Linked DNA regions of Mus musculus: regions 1 and 2 are each linked to region 3. A link is a contact called in public promoter capture Hi-C data. All regions are on one chromosome and are shown on one strand. Each heading gives the region's core, a stretch centred on a gene start, on an enhancer-like site or on the middle of the called end of the contact. The rest is flanking DNA. Distances are from core to core; before and after follow the strand shown.

What was found. Promoter capture Hi-C pulls out the DNA fragments that hold promoters and counts their contacts.
Region 1: a promoter capture Hi-C map of liver shows a contact between it and region 3, with 6 times the contacts expected there. The contact joins the promoter of Ncbp1 here to the promoter of Tomm5 in region 3. A contact is called at or near these places in 7 of 39 promoter capture datasets (3T3-L1-derived adipocytes, the C10 cell line, embryonic stem cells and 4 more), 1 of 484 Hi-C or Micro-C datasets (pro-B cells), 5 of 115 datasets of contacts at active chromatin or transcription factors (astrocytes, embryonic forebrain, embryonic stem cells and 2 more) and 1 of 9 other capture datasets (embryonic stem cells).
Region 2: a contact with region 3 is called in a promoter capture Hi-C map of stem cell-derived epiblast-like cells, with 2.9 times the contacts expected there. The contact joins the promoter of Foxe1 here to the promoter of Tomm5 in region 3. A contact is called at or near these places in 2 of 39 promoter capture datasets (liver and stem cell-derived epiblast-like cells) and 1 of 115 datasets of contacts at active chromatin or transcription factors (embryonic stem cells).

The regions. Positions count from the first base shown.
Region 1 is chr4:46,136,625-46,140,529 of GRCm38.p6, forward strand. Ncbp1 (nuclear cap binding protein subunit 1) reads left to right here and starts at 1,887. Exons shown (of 23, transcript NM_001033201.3): 1 at 1,887-2,262. The coding sequence starts at 2,229. Tstd2 (thiosulfate sulfurtransferase (rhodanese)-like domain containing 2) reads right to left here and starts at 1,851. Exons shown (of 10, transcript NM_173033.3): 1 at 1,756-1,851.
Region 2 is chr4:46,340,754-46,345,123 of GRCm38.p6, forward strand. Foxe1 (forkhead box E1) reads left to right here and starts at 2,891. Exons shown (of 1, transcript NM_183298.2): 1 at 2,891-4,370. The coding sequence starts at 3,441. Gm12446 (predicted gene 12446) reads right to left here and starts at 2,728. Exons shown (of 6, transcript NR_165272.1): 1 at 2,586-2,728.
Region 3 is chr4:45,106,714-45,110,737 of GRCm38.p6, forward strand. Tomm5 (translocase of outer mitochondrial membrane 5) reads right to left here and starts at 1,400. Exons shown (of 2, transcript NM_001099675.1): 1 at 1,200-1,400. The coding sequence starts at 1,320.

The DNA of each region.
Region 1 (3,905 bases), core at 637-3,136, 1.0 Mb after region 3:
TTTAAATTAATTTTTCTGAGTCTGGGTCTTGCTATATAGTAGGGGCTGGCCTTGAGGTTCTAGTAATCCTAAATTTAAGATTCCCCTTGCCTCTACTTCTAGAATTCGGGGCCACTATACCAGGCCCAATGCTTTGCCATCCTTTGAAAGTCAGCAATCCACTTTGAACTACACTCACTTCTTATCTGATTTAGTAATGGTTAAGGTTTGGTTTCTAACCTTGGACCAAGGTGCATATTTTACATATCAAAGCAGACATGGTCTTCAGGTTCTCCCAGTATCCCATAGTCCCTATCTGGTATACCCTGTCCCAACCCTGAACCTTCCCCCAGAGGCTCCTCTCTATACAATCCAGACCTTTTGGCCTCCTTGTTGGGCCTCCTTCCCTTCTTTCTTTGCTCCTGTGTTCTTCCCTCCTCCACCCCCATCCCCATAGTGACTTCCCTGGTCTCAATCCTGGTAGCGGTCAGTGAACTCACCTGAGAGCAGATTCCCAATAAACCCATTTTTAATATATTCTCATCTGGCTCGAATTGGCTCATTTCAGGCAACTGGAGCCAGATGAGAATATATTAAAATCCTTTCTTGGAGGACTCTTCCAAAGTCTTACTCTGGATAATCTGTCCTCAATAGCAAAGGATGAGTGATAATTTGTACCACTCGCCCTTTGCTATTAAGTCCGTCAGACTACAGTACCTGTGATCATTCCTGAGAGGGTCACTTAGGGCTTCAGTATCCTGAACACCGTCTCGTTGTCCCATGTACAGACGGTGACAAATGTTAATTAATACAATATAGTACTTGCTGAATGAAATAAAGCAAGAGTTGAGGAGTCAGAGAAATAACTCTGTAGGTCCCTGACAGTTAGTCATGTAAATTTCAGAGCAGAGACCAACAGATAAAGAAAATAAGTCTTGATTCCTAAAATGTGAACAAGCTGGACTTTAGCAGAAGAACATGGTGGTTTACACACAATGACGGGAACAGAACCCAAGAAGCCATAGTTTGGAATTCGCAGTGGAAATTCCTGGAAAGATGGATTGCTTGCATGTACGAATAAATAAATGAAAAGAATAGAAAAACGATAATCTTTAAAATAAACAAAGAGAAGTAGAGCCGGAAAGATGGCAAGATGGCTCACTGGTTAAGAGTGCTTACTGCTCTAGCAGAAGACCCGGGATTCAGCACCCCCACCCCGCTCCCGCGCACTCTCCTCCTTGCTCACAGAGAGTCTGAAACTCCAGTTCCAGGATGATGTACAGACTTACAAATACATAAAATATTGCTTTAAGTCTGTGAAGAGTTTTAAGCATAGTAAATAAGTTTGACTAGACTTGCTCTCAGAGTATAGCAGGCAGTGTTAGTGGATAAACTGTAACACAGGAAGTGAAGGAGCTAATGACTCCTCCCTAAATTCTTGGATTTAAGCAAACTACCGAAACGGCCATTTACTGTAACAGGTAAGACTGAAGGAAAAGTTTGGGCTAGACCATGGACAAGACAGTTTGGTGTCCATCACAGGGCAGAGGACGTCCACATACTGTACACGTGCAGAGGAATAGAACAATTGGAACCACACCGATCAGTAGCTGGGGCGTCCGTCAGCTGGGAGAAGTAGGCAGTAGGACTACAGTGAGCAGATTCAGCCGGACGGGCCTGGATTCCCTACCGCTGAAAGTGGCTTGCCCTCCTCCCCGCTCAGGTCTCCCGAGGCGTCTACAGCGGGATGGCGAGAGAGAAAGAGAGAACACCTACCCGCAAACCCTAGGCCTTTCCTGGGTCTCCCTTCACCAACTTGGCGCTGCTCCCCGCCCTCGAGCCCACGCCCCCCGGCGCGCGCGTGCGCAGAGAGTCCCTGAGCCGTCACCTTTCTCCGGAAGTCTCCTAAGTCGTCGGCGCAGGGGCCGCCGGGAAAATCCCGCCGGGCCTGTATAAAGCCGAGGCGGGATCGCTGCGGCCCGGATAATTTAGCTCGCTGTCCAGAAGGGCCCGGGGTGGAAAGCCGGAGGAGGCGGCCGCAATTGGACTTGCAGACGCCGGCCTTCCACTGCGGAGCCCATCCGGTGCCCCTCTGCACGCGCTTCCGGCAGGCGTCGTAAGCGAGTGCGCCTGCGCGCCGCTCAGTCCGCGCGCCTCGCCGCTGACCGCGCACCGGCCGGCCGGCAGCCCGACGGTTCTGGGGTTGCAGGCGGCTAGCAACTCAGATCGGCTGCGCACCAGCAAGCAGCATGTCGCGGAGGCGGCACAGCTACGAGAACGATGGTAAGTGCTCTCGGCCTGGCCACTGCGTCCGGGTGAGAACCGAGGCCGGGCTCGCCTTCAGTCTCCCGGGAACGGATAGGAATCCTTTCTCCCCGGGAGGGCTCGGGGAGCCCCAAAGGGAGGCTGCTGGCTCGGTTGTGGATAGTGGCTTCGGGAAAGCGACGGCCTCCCTGCTACCCCATCTCCTTCAGTCATGGGAAAGGAAGGCCTGGTGAATCCCGTGAGCAAATCCGACCTGGGGTCCCGCGACACTGAGGACTTAATCCCTCACTACTGATCATGGAAACCGCACGTGTGTCTGTCTGCTGCTGCCTCTTAGGATCACTTAGTGGAGGAGATATATCTAGTGGACCAGTGTTTTCCTTTTAGCCCTCCAGGGTGTACTTGGAAAGGACCCTGGGAAGACAGGAAAAGAACAAAGCTATGACAGAGGTCGGATGTATTGCAATCTGAGCCCTTCTCCTCCACCTGCCACCCGCTGATTCCCCTCTTTTAGGCTTCAAAAAAAGAATACCAACACCCCAGAGGTCACTAATAAACAGGCACGGGGTGTTTTGTTGGATTGGCTTTAAGCATATTTCCCTTATAAGAAAGTGCAGGAAAACCCGAGCAGATTATTAATTCTCATGTCAGTTTTGATGGTCGCCGGCAAGGACGTCGTTGTGTTGCCATAAATTTTGTTTTGTTGCACCATTATTGCCTTTCAAGAACACACTTGGAGCTGTTAGTGTTAGGTCCAAAGGGTTAAGGCAAGAAAAAACTTTAGAACCGAAGGGTTTAGGTTCGAAGCTCGACATCTCGATTATTTACTATGTGATCTTGTCAGGGTCATATGACTTCTTAAACCTAAGCGTGGACTGTGGATAATACTAAGCCATTTGGTTTCTACGGGGGGCTAAATGAGATATTGTGCTCACCAGTAGTTCATGATGATGTTTATTTTGTCAACTGCTAATGTCTCAGAGGTGATACACACAGATAAATGCTGACATCGTTGAGAAAAAAAGCCCTCCCTCCCCCAAGTTTAATTGGGTTAGCTTCCTCCCTTGGAATGTTAAGACAACCAAGCGAATCCCATATAGTGGAGCCCCAGGTTTCTGCCAGTAGTACCTGAGAGAATGTCCTAATACATCAGGAGTGCCGACTTGCTAAACAGTTTCCTAGCTTCTGTGCTTGCAGTGGAGTAGGAGGCAGTAGAACAGTGGAGGCTCCCTCCCCTGGGTTAAGACAAACCCCACAGCGGTATAGTGCAATTCGTTATAAGGTCACGGGGTTGTGGAGAATAATGTGAGGTAAAGGGTGTAGAGACCAAAGTGAGAGAGAAGCTGGTTAGGTAAGGCCTCCTTGCAGATGGCCTATGGCTTCAGTGATGTGAGGATGAGCCGTGTGGATGCTTGGAGGAAGCAGAGGTCCAAAGGAAACCGTGAGTTAAGGTTAGAACATTTCTGTCGTGTTAGAGAACAGACAGCAAGGAGGTCATTGTTGGTAGAAGAGAGAAAGTGAGGGTAGAAGTTGTGAGACCGGGGAGTTTAGATGAGCCTCTTACCTCACTGGGCCACTTGAACATTTCTGTTAGGACTATATGATTGGGGATTCACAGAGATACTACAAGGTTGCTAATCAATAAAGTTCCCGTAGTTTAT
Region 2 (4,370 bases), core at 1,641-4,140, 1.2 Mb after region 3:
AAGACACTAAGAAGGGAGAAGGGAGAAGACTAAGAGGTCATCCAGCTAAAGTAAGAGCCTGAGGTCTGTAGCCTCTCACCTCATGGTCCCATCTCCTTCCCAAGCCCTGGGTCGGTCAGGCCCTTCTCCAGCTCTAACCCCCGAGAACGTTAGGCAGATGGCCGGGGTTATCTCTGCTTCTGCAGGCAGAGACACCTGCGTCAAGGAATATGGAGGAATTTTCCATGACCCTTGGATTTCATTTTCAACCTCTTCTGAGCTTCCAATTGTTGCAGAAGACTTCCAGGCCTTCTGTGACACCCCAATAACCAAAACACAACACACACACCATTAATGGAGCAAGTTGTCCCAGGGGTTGCTGGGAACACTTGTGATTGAACAATGGAAGGAAATAAATTAGCCCACTGTGACTCCCACCTCTGCTGGATTTTTCAAGGTGCTGGAATCCATCCCCTTTAGCTTCAAGCAATTGCCAATAGAGTCTGTGACTCTACCCCAGTAAGAAGAAACTTGACCATTACCAACCTACCTCTGCTCAAAACAACTCGGGGAGGGGTAGAAGGAAATGTTTATATTGCTTTGATCCAAATGGGTAAACTTTGTCAGAATTTTGTATCATGAGTAGAACCCTCACCCTATGGGGTGTAGGAGTACATCATCTGAATAAAATTGTATGCAGTAAAATTCAGGACTCTTACACACACACACACACACAAACGCCACCCAACATCAAACCTGGTAGTCATGATCTTGAGAATTCTAATCCCTGGAGACTGAGGTACCACCAAGCAGAGGGAAGCAGAATTCTGGAAGAATGGAGATGCAGGACCAGAGACCTCTGGGGGCCTGGAGGATTCTAGCCAGAGTCAGAGGACGGTTGGGGGGGGGGGTGATCAGAAAGTCGTGGACAATCATTAAAGCAAACTGTAATGAACATTAGACAACTCACAAGACTGAGGCTCTTCTAGTCCCCTACAAAACAGTCGATTTTGGAAGTAAGGAAGACAGCAATTATGCATTTATTAAGACCCAGGTCTTCCAGTAAGACACCCTAGGATCGGAATTCACATTAAATAACACATGCTTGAGAGTGTAGAAAAGAAAAAAAATTCAAAGAAAGAAGCAGCTTCCAATAGAGCAGCAAGTTCCAGGCATAAAGCCGTAGTTCTAACATCTGTACATAGTGGCTTTTTATTTTTTACATTTAGTGTGTGTGTGAGCGTGTGTGTGTGAGCGTGTGTGTGTGTGTGTGTGTGTTGCACAAGACGTGGCGGCAGGCACACACGCACACCTTTTGTAGTAGTCAGAGGACTACCAGGAGACATTCTCAGTCCTTGGCTTTGTGGAAAGCGCCGGCACAGGCCGAGCCACCTTGAATGCCCATTTACAGCCTTTTAGACGCTTAGAAGATTTGTATAGACACAAGAATGTAGGGATTCACACTGAGATAACCGCTCAGAATTTAAAATCTGGAAATACAAATCTTGGAATATGGAGAACCACAGACGTTCCTAATCGTATAATTGGCTTAAAGTTTACTCTGGGGGGAAAGAAACGTGAGAAATCTAGCTTCCCCTGGCTTCTTTAGGAGCGAGGGGCCGCAGCAAGCAGGAAGCCCCTCTGCATTCAAGGAGCTGGGGAAGGTCTTCAAGCAAGGTCGACTGCAGGAGAGAGGATCTGTGCTCTCTGCCTCTTTCTTTCAAAGGCAGCCACCCAGTGCTCACTGAAGAAGAACGCAATAAAACCAGAAGGCTGGGCCACCCACGTTAGACCTGAACCCTCCACAGTGTGTCTCTTTCCAGTCCGGCTCCTTACACAATTCCCATGCTCAGGAAAGGTACTGGCTTCACCGTGAGGATCTTAAGAACCAAATCTTAGATTCCTGAGTTGGGAATCTAACGTAACCAGTTCCAAAAGTGGCCAGAAAGCGAACCAGGCAGGTGGGGCTGCGCCGCTGGGAGTCCCTCTCTAGCACCGAATCCTGCCAGAGGAAGGCAGAAATCGGACATTTTGGAACAGTCTACACACACACACACACACACACACACACACACACACACGCGCGCGCGCGCGCGCGCGCACGCACGCACGCACACACACGCATACACCAGTAGAGTTGTGCACTGACTGCAGCATCCTCTCCCAAGTCTTCACTCAGACCTCTAGAGGCGGCTGGCCCTCTCTGGCCCCGTGGTAGTGGAGGGGTTGAGAGGCGGCGACTGCAGACAGCAGGAGCCAAGTCTTCGCTAACCAGGCATTCTCCTGCATATAGAAAAGGGTCCCAAGCCACCTAAGGACCCTGATGCGGCGAGGAGGCTTTCCCTAAACACCTCTTGAGATACAAAACTTCGGGACAGACCAGGAACCTGGTAAAGCGACTCCCTGTGGCACTACCTCACCACGAACTGAAAAGCTTACTCTAAAACAGACGCAGGCTGCAGGCACCGGAGGGCAGCAAAGTTGCTGTAGACCTGGGAATCCTTGTCTGAAAATGAATTGCACCAGAGATTGGGCCAGGTAGCCTAAACCTGGATTTGGAAGGCATCCCAAGAATTAAACGCGCCCCACTTTAGTCCAGTTCTTACCCTCTCTGAACAAGAAAATGCCATGAGCCCTCTTTCCACGTGAGACACAACTTTTCCGCAAAGACCGATTCAGGAGCGCTGGGCCGAGCTCCTGGAGTCTCAGTCTCCCGCTTGGCGCGCAGAGGGGGCCAGCCCCCGAATCTCCAGGCGCCCTCCCCGCTCTGACGTTTTGGGACTCCAGCCGCTACCTGGGGAGGTGTGCCCGTCGCGGGGGTGGGGAAGGGGGGAGTGGGGGGGGGCGGGCAGGGAAGCGGCTACGCCCCGCGTTTGCTGGCGCCTTTAAGGAGGAGAAGCCAGCGGAGGGAGGAGCTGGCCCAGGTGTGTGCAGGAGAGCGCCTCGCCGGCCGGACTCCGTGCTGGAGTTCAGAGCCGCAGAACGGAGCACTTGCTCGCCACCTGGCCCGGCCCGCTCGCCCGTCTCGCCTCTCTGCCCTCCGCTTGGGTTGTACCTTCCACCGTAGGGGTGCGGCATGGGCGGCCCCTGCAGGGGTGTACGGTGCCCCCACTGAAGGCCCTGGCACGAGACCCCAGCCTGCAGCCTCCTCTACGCGCACCGCCTCGACGGTCATCCTCAGACCCGCAGGGACTCCCAAACAGCTGCCGCCACCCCGGCCTTCGAGCCACGTCCGGACCCCTTGATCGCCTGGCACCAGAGCGCCAAGGATCCTCTGGCCGGTGCCCCACAGGAGCCGTCGGTGGACTCAGCGCTCCAGACCCCGAAGTTCCCTGCCCTCAGCGCTCTCGGTGCCCGCTGCAAAGCCCCGGCGTCGGCTCCCGTGGGATCGGGATTGCGGCCAGAGCGGTCGTCTACAGCTGAAGACGACGGGGGGTACGGGGGGGAGGGACCGCGGCGCCATGACGGCCGAGAGCGCGCCGCCTCCCCCGCCGCAGCCCGAGACGCTGGCGGCCGTGAAGGAAGAGCGCGGTGAGGCGGCGGCGGCGGGCGCGGGGGTCCCGGCGGAGGCTGCGGGTCGCGGCGCGGGAGGACGGCGACGCAAGCGCCCCCTGCAGCGGGGGAAGCCGCCCTACAGCTACATCGCGCTCATCGCTATGGCCATCGCGCACGCGCCCGAGCGCCGCCTGACTCTGGGCGGCATCTACAAGTTCATCACCGAGCGCTTCCCGTTCTACCGCGACAACCCCAAGAAGTGGCAGAACAGCATCCGCCACAACCTCACCCTCAACGACTGCTTCCTCAAGATCCCGCGCGAGGCGGGCCGCCCGGGCAAGGGCAATTACTGGGCGCTCGACCCCAACGCCGAGGACATGTTCGAAAGCGGCAGCTTCCTGCGCCGCCGCAAGCGCTTCAAGCGCTCGGACCTGTCCACCTACCCGGCCTACATGCACGATGCAGCCGCTGCCGCCGCCGCTGCCGCTGCCGCCATCTTCCCGGGCGCCGTGCCTGCCGCAAGGCCGGCTTACCCGGGCGCCGTCTATGCGGGCTACGCGCCGCCACTCGCCGCGCCTCCGCCGGTCTACTACCCCGCCGCGTCGCCGGGGCCCTGCCGGGTCTTCGGCTTGGTTCCCGAGCGGCCGCTCAGCCCCGATCTGGGCCCCGCGCCGTCAGCGGCCGGCGGCTCGTGCGCCTTCGCGGCTGCGGCGGGCGCGGCGGGCACCGGGAGCTTCCAGCCGGCGGTGTGCACCGGAGCGCGGCCGGTCAACCCCGCCGCCTATGCCGCCGCCTACGCGGGCCCCGACGGCGCGTACCCGCAAGGAGCGAGCAGTGCGCTCTTCGCCGCTGCTGCGGGCCGCCTGGCCGGACCGGCCTCGCCCCCCGCGGGAGGC
Region 3 (4,024 bases), core at 150-2,649:
AAAAGTCTCTTGTTTCAAGACAGATTTCTCTGTGTAACCGCCCTGTCTGTCCTGGAACTCCATTTGCAGACCAGGCTGGTCTTTAAAAAAAAAAAAAAAAAAAAAAATCATTGAGATCCACCTACCTCTGCCTTCTGAGTGCTGGGATTAAAAGTGTGTGCTACCATGCCCGGTTCTAAATAAAAATCATTAAATAGAATAAATCAGTGCACTAAGCTAACATTTCCTTGAGAGCTCTTGCCTATAAGAGAAGGATGGGAAAGCTAAAGTTTAAAGGGTAAGCAGGATGTTTTGGGTGCTTCCATTTCCCCCAAGATGTCCTGTCCTGGAGGAGCCAGCAATACAGAGAGTACAGCAAAAGAGGCACCCAAATGAGGGAGGCCTTAACTCCAGTCTTCTAAAAATGTTGGTATGTTCTTCAATTATTTGAATCGCTCCTGCCTCTCCCTGCCCAGAAGACTCCCACAGGCAAGCAAGCACTGGACAATAGGAAGAAGTGGTACAGGTGTGGAGGTCAGAGTACAACTTCTGGAAACTGGTTCTCTCCTGCCACCACGTGTGGATCCGGCTCAGGCAACTCAGTGAGCCACCTAGCCAGCCCCTGACTTTTAAATTGACAGTATGGCTTTAACCTTGAGTATGTGTCCTATGAACTCAAGCTCTCACTTGGGGTGAGGTGGCACAGATCAAGCAACTTTTGTTAATGTTGAGATCAAACGCTTCAGAGATTCTCCAAGAAAAACCAATTATTTACTTCACCCTCTGTACAAACAAACATAAAGAAAGCTAATCTCTTGTACTTCAAAGGCAAGCAGAGAGAGAAAGCGCCTGCTACCTTATTAAGAGCTCAGCCGGAATTGTATTCGTTCTCTGAACGGCCAAATGACCTTGGGTCAGCCACCTTCCGGGGACCGTTTCTAGGTTTGCAAAACGAGGGTATTGCTCCGAGGATAACACGTGGGAGCTTCTTAAGCACAAACGTTGGGCGAGCAAAGGTGACTTAACCACGCGTCCTCCGCCACCACGTGCACTGGGCACATCCCCAGGACCCGCAGACCCCCAGAGTGTGCGCAGTTGGGCAGTCCTGGACGTGCAAGCACCCCACTCTCCCCAGGATGCTCAGCTCAAGGCCCCACGACCGCGTGCAGGGTTGGGTGTGGACGCGTGGCCTCACGGTCACAGCCCAGAAGGACACTCACTGACTCGCAGCAGGGCCACGTAGATGAGGAAGTTCCGAATGGAGGAGACCACATCCTCACGCATCTTCCGCTTCATCTCCTCCGGGTCCAACTTGGGCGCGAGACCCTCGATCCGGAACATTGCGGCGGCTCTGCCTCCAAAGCTTGCGAGAGCAGCAGCTTGCTCTCCTCCAGTGGCCGCCCTGCACCCGGAACTTAGCCAGGCTCCACTTCCTGTCCCACCCCTTGTTTCTGTCCTGTGACGGGAACCTGTGAGGGGAAAATTTCATCCTGTCTTCTTGTGTCTGAAGCAAAGAGACCTGAAGGGGGCGGCCGCCGCCTTAAGTCTCTGAGCCTTGGGTGGATCTGGACTGTGTTTTGGTCCCTAGCCGGGAGAGTGCCACCTGTAAAGTTGTTTTATGCTGTAAAGTAGGGAGGTGTGTGCAAAAATATCATTATAAATAATAATAACATTTATGAAGAATCTAAGACAGTACTTCGTGAAATGCACATTTTAGTCTGTCCTTCCTAGGTTTGAAATTTAAAACAACTTAGTTGGGAATGAAGTTCGTTTGCCAAATCGTTTTCTTAGGATGCATGAAGCCCTGGATAGTGTTGCTGTTGTGATAAACACCACCAAAATAACTTAGGAAGGAAAGTGTTTCACCTAACCTGTTAACGTTATCCAGGGAGGCCAGCACTGGAGTTCAAGCTGGAACCTAGAGGAGGGAACTGAAACCAAGCGGAGACGTTGTCTTTACTGGCTAGCTGGCCTCAACCAGCTAACTTACTTTTATTGGTTAGGACCACCTGCCGGGTGGCATTGCCCACAGTGGGCTAAGCCTTCCTCCATCAACTAGTAGTCACACAATGACCCTCAAATTCACCAATAGGACAATCTGGTGGAGGCAATTCCTCAATTGAGGTTTTCGCTTCCTAGGTGTCAAGTTGACAAAAACTAGCCAGCACAGTGCTGCACACACCTGTGTTCCCAGCACTGGGCTGCTGGAAAAAAGGGGTCAAGAGTTGAAGGTCAGGGCAGTGCTGGCTCAAGCACTTGGGAGACACAGGCAGGCAGATCTTTGAGTTCAAGGCCAGCCAGGTCTACAGAGTGAGTTCCAGGACAGCCAGGGTGACACAGAAAAATCCTGTCTCCAGACAAACAAACGAATGAGTTCAAGGTCAAGGTGGAAACAGTGTCTCACACCTGTAATTTCAGCCCTCAGAAGACAGAGGCAAAAGAATTACTGCAAGGTTAGGGGCAGCCTGGGTTACAAAGTAATTACAAGGACAATCTGAAACAAACAAACAATCCCAAGATAAACAAACACAAACAAAAAACAGAGGTCAAGGTTATCACCCTCAGCTAGTGAGCTCAGACTGCTAGTGTCCCAGACACTGAAATTCTAACATTTCCCACATTTTTTTTCTGTACACTCATTTTTTGGAGGTAACTGATCTTTAAATATTCTAATGAAGATCTTGGACTACAGCAAGTATGAGCCCAGATCAAAACTGATCAACACTGGACAGATGAGAGAAAATCAAGTTAGAGTTTTCAGACATGAATGGGACAACTGAATTTTTCACATAATCCAATATCAGAACGTCTCTTTTTGCAGGCACACTGTATAACAACAATGAATTTGGGGTTAAATAAGAATAATACTTGAGGGCTGGTGAGATGGCTCAGTGGGTAAGAGCACCCGACTGCTCTTCTGAAGATCGGGAGTTCAAATCCCAGCAACCACATGGTGGCTCACAACCATCCATAAGGAGATCTGACTCCCTCTTCTGGAGTGTCTGAAGACAGCTACAATGTACTTACATATAATAAATAAATAAATCTTAAAAAAAAAAGAATAATACTTGAAGCCGGGCGTGGTGGCACACGCCTTTAATCCCAGCACTCGGGAGGCAGAGGCAGGCAGATTTCTGAGTTCGAGGCCAGCCTGGTCTACAAATTGAGTGCCAGGACAGCCAGGGCTACACAGAGAAACCCTGTCTCGAAAAACAAACAAACAAACAAACAAACAAACAAAAGAATAATACTTGAGGCCGGCCATGGTGGTGCATGCCTTTAATCCCAGCACTTGGGAGGCAGAGGCAGGCGAATTTCTGAGTTCGAGGCTAGCCTGTTCTACAGAGTGAGTTCCAGGACAGCCAGGACTACACAGAGAAACCCTGTCTCAAAAACACCAAAAAACAAACAAACAAACAAAAAAACTTGACTGTGAGAATGACTGACAATGTTAGCACCTTCCTGATTGACAGAGTGTAAGACCCTGGGGTTAGAGTAAAAAACTCTCGAGTGTTTCTTCAAGCTTTAGTAAGTATTTGCATCTATAATTCAGACAGTGGACAAGCAGAGGCAGCAGTGGTAGGGGAGGGGCTGACTCCTAAGGAAGAGGTCCAGCCTTCATGAGTGCCGAGAAGATCACTCTTGGCAATGCTTCTCCCTGCTCACAAAATCAGGGACAAGTCTCTCTTTCGTGCTCTAAAGTCTCTTCTCACTCTGATCATCTATGCATTTGAATTCTATTTGTGTCATTGAGGGCATAATAGTTTGGAGTGCATGAATGTCAATATATCATCACCCGTGATCAGCTAGTGTGCTGGCTAGATTCTTGTTAAGATGACACAAGCTTGGGTCACCTGGGAAGAGGGCACTTCAGTTGAGGTGAGGTCCCCATCAGGTCGTCCTGTGGGCAAGCCTGGGAGGCACTTCCTTGATTGATGATCGGTGTGGGAGGGCCCAGCGCAGTAAGAGCGGTACCATTCCTAGACACGTGAGCCTGGATTGTTTGAGAGAGAGCTGGCTAGGTAAGTAAGCAGCATTCCTCCAC